Linked DNA regions of Mus musculus: all the other regions are linked to region 3. The links are chromatin contacts, called in public promoter capture Hi-C maps. All regions are on one chromosome and are shown on one strand. Each heading gives the region's core, a stretch centred on a gene start, on an enhancer-like site or on the middle of the called end of the contact. The rest is flanking DNA. Distances are from core to core; before and after follow the strand shown.

Region 1 (3,217 bases), core at 638-3,137, 1.1 Mb before region 3:
TTCTTTGAAACAGTCTTACTCTATAGCCTGAACTCAGAGTTCTTCCTGACTCTGCCACCTGCCAGGACAAGAAGGAATCTTTCAAAGTACATTCAATGTGACAGAAAAACATACTAACCACTTTACTGTGAACTATCCATGCTGTAGATATTATTATTCACTTTACTAAAGTTCAAAGTAACAAAGAAACTTCGGAAGGTTATAAAGTAATTAGGGATAGGACTCAAGTCTGGTTCAACTCAAACTTACTTCCTGCTCCTAAGCATACAGTATACTGCTTCCTAAGCTGCAGGTTCTATTTATTTTCCATTGTTGATGACTTTCCCCATTCTGGGATTCTTTCTGAGAGAATGCTACAACCAACTCTGGAATGGAGTAGAACTCTGCTTCCTAACAAGCTTACTGCTGTGCAGCGAACTCCCAGCTTTCTAAGTAGAATCCTAGCTCACCCTCTAGACCTTGGCCAACTTAGAGCCTGAGCTGAGCCCAGAGTCTTCTTAGCATCTTAGTTCCCGAGTAGAGAGTGGTTCCTCAGATTTGGTCACCCAGCAGAGGCAATTCCTCATTAGTGATCCACAGAGTACCTTAGGCCCTGGTCCACCGGTTCCATCTGGCAAGGAAGCTCTTTAAACAGGACAGTAAAACAACTCAAAACAGCTTCAGGAAGTCCCTGAAACTAACCAGATTCATTAGGTCTCTCTCTGTCAGAGCAAACAGTAAAAGGTGATCGTCTCTCTCAAACTAAAGGAAGTTGAGCTGAAAAAAAAAAAAAAAAAGCCTCTCAGACAAGCTGCACTGCAAAGAAGACTCTGAGATGGGACCAGCTGCCTGGGAGGAGCAGAAGCCAGCTGAGCTGCCTGGAAGAGGTTCAGACCAGAGTCACTTGGAAAGGACATGCCAACGCAGTGAGCTGCCTGCAGGCTGTGCAGTTTTTATAATCTGTCACCCATGCTGGGGTGGGCCCTGGGGTCGCAGCTGTCTCTGAGTCATTCCTGCTCCTGTAAGTGACCCCTTATCCATGCTCCTGTTAAAATAAAACGCATTGGTTCGCCAAGTTGGACTTTGGTGTTATCTGTACTTCGGTCTGTCGGTGGGAGCTCTGTCTGGGGTGAGATGTGTTTACCGTCCCCCCAGGAAAAGTTTGGTCACACAACACTCAGGAGAGGGCAACACCCCTCAGCAAACTTTCTGAGACTTCTCTCCAGGGTCCCGCGCCAAGCCACAACCGCACCTTTCCTTCTCCTAACCTCTCTCCTCCCTGCCATTCTCTTTTGCTGCATCTTGGTGTCTCTCTTCAACTCCCTCTCTGTCTCTCTCTCTTGGTCGTCTCCGTTCCCAGATCCCGCAGAAAACTCACGCAGCGCTTCTGTTCGCGGTTGTTCCTCCAGTCGGATCCGTGCTTCACCTTTCCCTGCAGCTAGCCGAGGGACTCTGAGCCACAGCGGTTCAGCCACCAGGCCTGGAATTCGCCTTCAGCCGGCCCACACCCGAAGCTCCGCCCCCTCCCCCCATTGGCTATCGTTCTTAGAAAGTCCCGCCCCCAACCTCTCCGCCCCGCTTCCCTTGTTTTCATTCCCCCTGTCACACGAGGCAGTAGCGACCCCGAAGTGGGAGGGAAGAAGTCGGAGCCTTGAAGTCGTAGAGGGAAGGGGACGGGAAGAGGGCGGAAAGTGAAGGGCCCAGAGTGCCTCTCTGTCCCCGATCTAACTCAGTTCTCGACTGCTCCGGGCCGGCGTGGTATTGTGGGATCGCGGCGCCTGGCGCGAGACGCTCGCCGCCGCAGGGGCGTCCACTCGAGAGCGCCTCCTGTCGTCCGTAAAGCTACCCTGCCATCCCTCGGTCCCCCCAACTCCTCCCGCCCCCCCATCCCCTCCTCCTCCATCCTCCAGTTCAAAATGGCGGCGGCGGCGGCGGCGGCGGCGGCGGCAGCGGCAGCGGCGATGGCTCCTCCGGGCTGCCCGGGTTCGTGCCCCAACTTCGCCGTAGTCTGCTCCTTCTTGGAACGCTACGGGCCGCTGCTGGACCTGCCCGAGTTGCCGTTCCCAGAGCTGGAGCGGGTGCTGCAGGCGCCGCCGCCAGACATCGGCAACGGAGAAGGTAAGCGATCGGCCCGAAAGCCCGGCGGGAAGCGGCCCTGGCGCGCTTTAGCTCTCCATAGATACCCTGGGGCTCTGCGGCCGTCCCTCGCCAGGGATTGGCCTCCGCGGAGTCCCTACTCCTCGTAGCCCGGGGGTTCCTGGGTGCTGGGGAGGCGGGGCGGAGGCCCCCTAGGGCCACCGTGCCCCGCGGGGACGGAGGTGGGGGCGTCGCGGACCGGGTGTGGGCTAGGGCCCAGGAGGGGGTATTGTGCCGGCCTGACGCTCTGGGGCCGGGTCCCCCGCGCCGGTGTTGCCTCCAGTTCTTACCCCTTTAGGTGGCGGGGGAAGGGGAGCGCAGGTTCCGGCCAGCTTTGCGCTTTTCTCTTCCCCTCCTCCCACCAATCCGCCCCACCGTCTCCCGGGAGGCTGGGCCCATCTTCTCTCGGCGCCCCCTCTGCTCACTCCACCTGAGTGGGCGGGGGCCCGCGGACACTCCGCTCTCCCGGTGGTGGGAACTCCCCCGAGAGAGTCGGCTCCTGCCTTTTCCCGTCCCCTGGAGGGCTGGTCTAGCCCCCCAAACTCCTTCCTCCTTGGGAGATCTGAGTCTATGACCAGAGAGGGGGCTTCCCCCCTATTCTCGCGTAGGAAGGGGAAATGAACTCGGCCCAGCTTCTCCGCTCTGGGTAGGAGAGGGTTAATATCTCCTCCTCCATAGTTTTTCTCCTCACCACCTCCCCCAAAATAATAGAAAAGCATCTCTCCACTTTTCTCTATCCCTTCCCCCTATCTCAGCTACAGGGCTTAAGGGAAGAAGTCACTCTTCCATTTGCTGGCTGGGGTGGGGTGGTTAGTCTGTAGGCTGGAGGAGGGGCTCAGATGGCTGGGGAAACAGTTGAAGAAGGTGCTTGTTGCTCATGTTTCTCTCTGGTGCCGCTGGTCTATTATTGGTGTTCGCAAGTGGTGCTCCTTCCACATAAGGCCACCGCGCGGGTTCAGGGCGCATGCTCTGCCCGGCCCCATTGAAACTTCCTGCTGCTGCTGCTGGTCGTGGTTCTTTTGCTGGAGCATCTCAGCGCTGTGTTTGCTGCTTGCAGTCTTTACACGCTGAGCGCTAACCCTCTCCCCTATTAGTCCCGATC
Region 2 (3,259 bases), core at 613-3,112, 1.0 Mb before region 3:
GCTTGGAGGGATCTTCTTCACAGCTAAGATTTCTTTCTTCACTTAGCACCTTGTATAAAATGTCTTGCCATTGGGCTATTACAATGTAAATGATTCTGAAGACTAAGACAAATTGATGAGAAACTACTATACTGGTTCTTGCCAGTTTTCTCTGACATACATGGGGGCTCCTTTTCTGAACCAAGCACTGTTTGTTTCACCAAATAAATGTCTTAGGGAATGTCTCAGATTAACCATTTCTCCAATCAGACTCATAGGCTACTCTTTTTAAGTACTGGGGATTCAACCCAAGCTAATCCAGCAAGAACTCTATCTGCTACCCTTGGAACCTACCTTGAAAACCTCTTTCTGAAATCTACCACTTAGAAAGCACACCTACTCAACGTTTTAAACTGGAAATTTAGAAACGATATTTAACCTCTCTTCTTTGTCTATTCTTGTCTTCATCGTCACAAATTCTTCCTCTCAATCTATATCCACATGACGAGGATTTTAACCTTCAGAGAGTTCTAGAATCTTTTCTCATCCCCTCCCTTACTCCACTCCCACCTTCTCATTCCTGTTCAGGGGACCTGCCTCCTAGTCTCACTAACAACAAACTAAATTTTAAAACGTAACACTTGGAACTGACTGGAGACATGGGTCAGCTTGTGAGACTGCCTAATGCCTTTGCAGATAGGGTCACTGCGCCCAGGCAGGGTGGCTCACACCTGACTGTATGTAGGTAGGTATATACATATATGTGAGGAAAAAAATCTTTAGATTCCTCTGTTGAAAAGAATCCAAAGGGAAAAAAGGAGGAAGAAGAGAAAGAAAGATAAAACTGCTATCACATCCTCCATGTATGTTATCCAACCTAAACAGCCTTAGCCCCATAGATATTACAATTCTACAGCCAAAAAAAGTGGAGTCTAGAGGTCAACTGACTGAATTCCATCCACCAACTCTAGCTTGTGAGTTTAATGCCTCAGGTCCCATCTGTTAAAGTGGGTAATAGAAAATGTGTTCATATTGTGTATCATAAAGAAAAAAATTAATTGAGCAAGTGTGGTGATGGGTGCTCATAGTAGTACCAGTAAACTGGAGTTCGGTGCAAATCGATTATGTATTGGAAGCCAGCCTGGGATACTTAAAGAAGCCCTGTCTCAAAAACCACGAAGGAATCCATGAAGAAATATAAGAGGTAAAGTCCGTATGCTGTGTGGTCTATAGGTCTCTGTTATGGGTTTCTATTCACCAAACCTGTAGGTTTTCACTGCTCTTATTCACTGGGACCTAGCGAACAGGGAAGGCAAGGGTTCCTAACCAGTGGCCTACCTTTCCCTCGGGCAGTCTTTTGACTGTCTTGCTGCGCACTGTCCATCATTAATGTAACCTTTTCGTGCTCGTGGCATGACTCGTGGGGATGGGGCGCTCGATCTCTCCGGCGACGTGGGGACTAAGAGGTCTGGTAAATGGCTGTGTGAACCCAAGGAGAACAGGCCTGACGAGGCGGAAGCAGGGTAGACTCGTGCACCCAGCCGGGAGACTTGGGATCTCCAGATGCGTGTGGATTTTATTTCTGTGAGTCCTCCTTCGGCGAGGGACTCCTGGGGCCTGGGTCCCTTCCCGCTTTTTGTTGGGAAAGGCTTGGTATTCCTTATACATCCTCTCTCGGGGTTTGCTCCTATGACCTTCAAAGAGAACCACATAGAAAACACTCGATTATTCTAAGCATCCTTAGAGGAGCGGGAAAGGGGAACCGATGCCACGTGACAAAAGCCAGCCGGCTCGCTGCGGACCTCTGAGTTGCCTAGAACATCCCGTCTCTATGGTCAACCGCATGCTAAGGCCCTCGCTGAGAAAGTTGTTCTTCCGGGCTACGACTACTGCTTCCGGGGCAGCTCCGTGCGAGCCGCGATTGCGGTACTCGCCTCTCTCGGTTCGCGTGGAGCGATGCTTTCCCCGGCAATGAGCTTCCTCAAAAGCTTCCCGCCGCCTGGGTCGGCCGACGGGCTCCGGCTGCAGCAGCCAGACACCGAGGCTGTGCTGAACGGGAAGGGGCTCGGCACCGGCACGCTTTACATCGCGGAGAGGTAAGGTTGGGGGGCGCCGACCAGCCGGCCGGCGCTATTGTGCGGGCAGGGTGGGATTGTCCCCTCCCGAGCTCGGCTGGTTCTGTCCCCTAGCCCGCGTTTCTCCCTAACGACCTGTGCGAACCGGCCTGTCTCCTGCAAGCCTGGCGCGTGGTCACGTTGAGTTTTGAGTCTGCAGAGCCTCGGTTAGTTTTTCCGTGGGCCTAGCTTTCGGAATGGTCGTGTCAACTAGACGATTTCCCTGCGTGGAATATGTAGCTCAGATTGTGACGGGTTACGACGTTTGGTTAATGAGCTGGGATGTTCTGCTTCAAGTGTGTGTGTTTGTGGGGGCTGGGGGGAAGGACCATCTTCAGGCCCACGCAGGGCGGAGTCACAACCAGCCGAACCCGACTCCTGGATGTGCAGGTCCTGGAAGGAATTCTTCTATTTCACTACCTGCAGGATTCAGTACTTTCACAATAACATAGACATGCCACTAAAATACACACTACATACACGCTCATACCCTCCTACCCCCACCCCATACCTTCCTGTTCACCCGCCCTCCCTCCCCATTTCTTTCCTTTCCCTTCCTCCCTCCTTTCCCCCCTCTTTCTTTCATTCTTTCTTTCTCTTCTCATTCTTTCCTGTCTTTCAGAGTCTCTGGTTTACCTTTTGCTATATTCTATTTGTTGGCCACAAAGGAAATCCTCTGCTTTTAAGAGCTCGAGTTATAACATTGCTCCTGCCTAGAAAATCCAGGCTATCTCGTTTATTTCACCATCAGTAGATTAGTAATCTTAATTACATTCAAAGTCCCTTCTTTCATGGCACTGGAAAACAAATCTCTTGGGGACCAAGATTATGCCTACTACAGAGCCCAGGGTATAAACGTGTAAAGAGCTATTTGTTCAGAGAACAGTGTGGATAGTGGGACTGGGTGTTTAGACACCGACTAGAAATACAAATGTGGGTGGGTGCGCAGTTTGGTTGGTATATGTGTTTGGAGTAGCCATGAGGGAGAAAGAAAAGGGATGGGAGGGAAGAAGTTGTGAGATTCATTCATTCATTCATTCATTCTGTAAGTTCTGTTACTCTAGAGAACCCTGACTAATACACATGGGCAAATAAAATGGATCTTGTCAAAGTTAGGAATATATCTGTGTTCCACCACTCCACATGCAGAAGAAATTGTGGAGATC
Region 3 (3,397 bases), core at 78-2,577:
AGAGCCATTTCCTCATCAGCACTCTGCTGCAGCTAACTCCACATCTCAGAACTTGTCCTCTTTTCCCTCACCTATAAACTAGCGTTCTTAATTTCCTTTGAATGACCAGATGGACACTCAAATTTCCCCAAGTTCAGGCTGATCCTTCAAAATACTTGCTATAGCTTTGACAGACGTTTTTCTCGTGTTCAGGTTTCCTTTCAGAATGAATCTAATGGTTTCTTTCTCTAAATGTAATTTCTTCAGCCATCCTTCTCACTGTTAACTGCTTGTTCACACAAAGTCCGTGACCTTTTGGATATTTGCATCCGTTCTGTGGGTGACTGGACGACTACTTCATGGATCATCTCAGACATTTTCCCACCCTTCTTTAAACCTTTTGTGCCAGTCAAATACTCAAGCCCTCGACACCACTTCACCCCCATACGCTTCTTTCAAAAGTGGTGGGTCTTACTTGCAGACGTGTTCGATTTTACGCAAAATTTGATACTTTGTTCTAAATAGCGGCCACTCATTTTGAAACAAAACCATACAGGAACGTTATCAGGCCAGGACTGTGAGAAGCCTGAGGTAAAAATCTCTAGGGTGCTGCTGGCCTAATCATTGCACTATTCCTGCCTCTCTGGAAACCACCAAGGAAGTTACTGCTTTTCTGAGCTTTTACCCTAGCGTCTAGTCAAGGTGTGCGGCTAGCAATCTAGCACTAATTCGGTCACAGAGTAACCGGAAGGCAAAACGGGTTAAAAATTAAATCCTCTACAACTCATGTTTGCGTTCAACCCGCGAGTTGTTTCAAAGCAATCGCAAGGGTCATCCCGAATCTGTTGCCTTTAAGAGTCTACGGTGACTCACGCAATGGACGCATGAACCGTGACAACTTTTACACAAGCCGGGCAGACGCAGCCGTGAAGTAACGTTCTAGCTTGCCCTGGATCTGCAGGAACCCGCACACAGCAAACCTACCCGAATAACCCGGGGTTGCGCTCGCCAGTCCCGGGGAGACTACAGCGCATGCGCAATTCCTTCCTTGCGCGGGTTGGGTTGTGCGCATGTGCATTGAGACTACGCAGCTGGCCCGACCCTCTCGAGTGCGCATGCCCGCCCGCAGGGACGGTCGCCTGCGAAGAGGGCGGGGGCGGATAGCTGAGGGAAGAGAGGGCACCCTCCAGCGCCAGGGTGCATTGTGGGAAGGAGGCGGTAGCGTCCCGGGCGGGCTGGAGGTGCAGCAGCGGCGGCGGCGGCGGTAAATCCTCCCGGCCGCACACAGCACTGTGGAGCCGCGGCCCCAGCCCAGCCTCGGCCCGCGCGCCCCTCCTGCCCCTCGCGGCTTCGCGCGCCAGCCCCTCCTCCGCGCGCGGCCTTGCGGAGCCGGCCGGCCGGCCCAGCTCCCCTCCCCGGCCCCGCGGGGCGGCCGCGCTGCCCTGACGAGGCGGGGAGGGGAGGGCTGGACCGGCCGGCGGCCGGACGACCATGCCGAACTTCTGCGCTGCCCCCAACTGCACACGGAAGAGCACGCAGTCTGACCTGGCCTTCTTCAGGTTCCCGCGGGACCCGGCCAGGTGAGTGGGGCGCGGAAGCTTCAGGGACTTGCGCGCACGTGCGCTCGCGGGCACCCGGCCCAGTGGGTGCCACCCGGGGGCGCGAAGGCGGATGAAGTGGGCGCTTAGCGCCTTTGGTGGTCCGACGCGGTTCCTTAGCTGTCAAAGAAGTAACCCTTCTCCAGGGCTGTGTTCCCAGGGGCCCTGCCTTCCCCCGCGTCACTGGTCTCTTCTAGGACAGTGTTTCTGTTTGGAGGCGAGCCGCTTTCTTTGATCTTAAATCAGGTCACAACTGCCTCCTTCGGACTTGTCAACCCAGTGTTCAAATGCCGACCGTTACTCATTGTCTCCCTTGGTTGTTGGGACCACAGAGGACAAGTGTGAGGGCGTGGGAATATGGTATTGCAACTTCACTTTTCCTTGGGGTAGTTTATAATCTGGGACGTAGTCTGAGAATCATAGGGACTTAGTGTGATAGACTGCAGGTAGTTCTCAGAGCTCTCCTGTTGGCTCATTCGTTTAAAAATCAGTGCTTAACCATGTTTGAAGTACTCATGTCAGGTGCTGGAGACTCGAGTGAATTTTGTCACGGACGGCAGAAAGCACCTAATCCACAGAGAGAGAGAGCAGATCTATCAACGAGCGCTGAATATAGCATGATATTAATTGAGCAAATATTTATTGAAAGCCGACAGTTGGTAGAAATTGGTCAGAGTATGAGAGTGGGTAACATGAACCAATGAAAATCCCTCTTCTCAGAGGTTACATTCAAGTCTTGGGAAATTGGCAAGTAAAATATTTATAATACCGTGTCCAATAATGAAAAATATCCTGAAGAAAAATACAGCAGGGGTTGGAAGGGCTTTTAGCTAGGGAACAGGTGGAAAGATAGCTCAATGCTGAAGAGCACTTATACTCGCAGAAGGCCTGGGTTCTATACCCACATTAGGTGACTTCAGTTCCAGGGGATTACACAACCTCTTCTGGCCTTCCTGTGTACCAGGTATGCTCAAAGTGCAAAACGCTCGTGCATATACCAGAGCAGATTAAAGAAAAAAGCATAGCCAGGGAGCTGAGCAGTGGACATTGTCTGTTATCCCAGCGCTGAGGAGGCAGGGAGAATTGAGATTTGAAGCAGGCCTGGGTTAGAGTAAGTTCCAGGCCAGTTAGGGCTGTAGTGTGAGTCTTGTCTCATGAACCCGTTTAAAAAAAAAAGTATAAAAAACGGAGGCACAGTTTCTATTTTAAACATAACAGAAAAAAGTCTCACCATAATGAATCTGAACAACAACAAAAAAAAATTGAATTGGGGAAGGGGAGAGCTGTGCAATATGTTGGAAAAGCATCTGGAAACAGTAAGAGTGAAGTCAAGGCATGCTTGCTGATGAGGTTTATATGGGAGACGGAAATTGTTTAGGAAATTGTTGTCCATGGAAGATATTCTGGTGGTTATCCTGAGTGAAGTGGGAGAGTTTAGAGCTGCAAGAGTTCTTAACAGGATTTTTGGCTGCTTGTTAGTTGTAGGGAAGTAAAGATATGAGCAGGAAGACCAAGGGAAGACTGTTGCAATAATCCAGATCAGTAGAAGAGGATGAAGAGGGAAATTGATGCCTTTAGATAAGGTTTGAAGATGAAGCCAACAGGATTTACTAGTAATTTGGATGTCGTTTATAAGAGAAAAGAGTCAAGACTAACTTCTGAGATTATGTGTGGGTATGGGGTGTGTGTATGTGGAGGCCAGAGGGCATCCTGTGTCTTGCTCTATTCCTCCTTTAAGAAGGATCTGACTGAACCTGTAGCCAGATTCAGCCAACCCCAGCAATCCTCCGTCTCCACTCCCCAAAGTGTTAGAGTTACAG

Evidence for each region. Promoter capture Hi-C pulls out the DNA fragments that hold promoters and counts their contacts.
Region 1: a contact with region 3 is called in a promoter capture Hi-C map of liver, with 3 times the contacts expected there. The contact joins the promoter of Rsf1 here to the promoter of Thap12 in region 3. A contact is called at or near these places in 3 of 39 promoter capture datasets (liver and pre-B cells), 1 of 484 Hi-C or Micro-C datasets (CD4 T cells) and 1 of 9 other capture datasets (adipose tissue).
Region 2: a promoter capture Hi-C map of pre-B cells shows a contact between it and region 3, with 4 times the contacts expected there. The contact joins the promoter of Clns1a here to the promoter of Thap12 in region 3. A contact is called at or near these places in 3 of 39 promoter capture datasets (the C10 cell line, liver and pre-B cells), 1 of 484 Hi-C or Micro-C datasets (uterus) and 1 of 115 datasets of contacts at active chromatin or transcription factors (astrocytes).

Annotation. Positions count from the first base shown.
Region 1 is chr7:97,578,009-97,581,225 of GRCm38.p6, forward strand. Rsf1 (remodeling and spacing factor 1) reads left to right here and starts at 1,888. Exons shown (of 16, transcript NM_001081267.2): 1 at 1,888-2,097. The coding sequence starts at 1,896. It overlaps Aamdc (adipogenesis associated Mth938 domain containing), which reads right to left and starts at 1,489. Exons shown (of 5, transcript NM_001177945.1): 1 at 1,358-1,489.
Region 2 is chr7:97,694,795-97,698,053 of GRCm38.p6, forward strand. It overlaps Clns1a (chloride channel, nucleotide-sensitive, 1A), which reads left to right and starts at 1,863. Exons shown (of 7, transcript NM_023671.2): 1 at 1,863-2,075. The coding sequence starts at 1,936. Rsf1os2 (remodeling and spacing factor 1, opposite strand 2) reads right to left here and starts at 1,673. Exons shown (of 3, transcript NR_154552.1): 1 at 1,318-1,673.
Region 3 is chr7:98,701,920-98,705,316 of GRCm38.p6, forward strand. It overlaps Thap12 (THAP domain containing 12), which reads left to right and starts at 1,328. Exons shown (of 5, transcript NM_028410.2): 1 at 1,328-1,559. The coding sequence starts at 1,471. It overlaps Gm15506 (predicted gene 15506), which reads right to left and starts at 1,009. Exons shown (of 1, transcript NR_144495.1): 1 at 1-1,009. It also overlaps the pseudogene LOC108167485.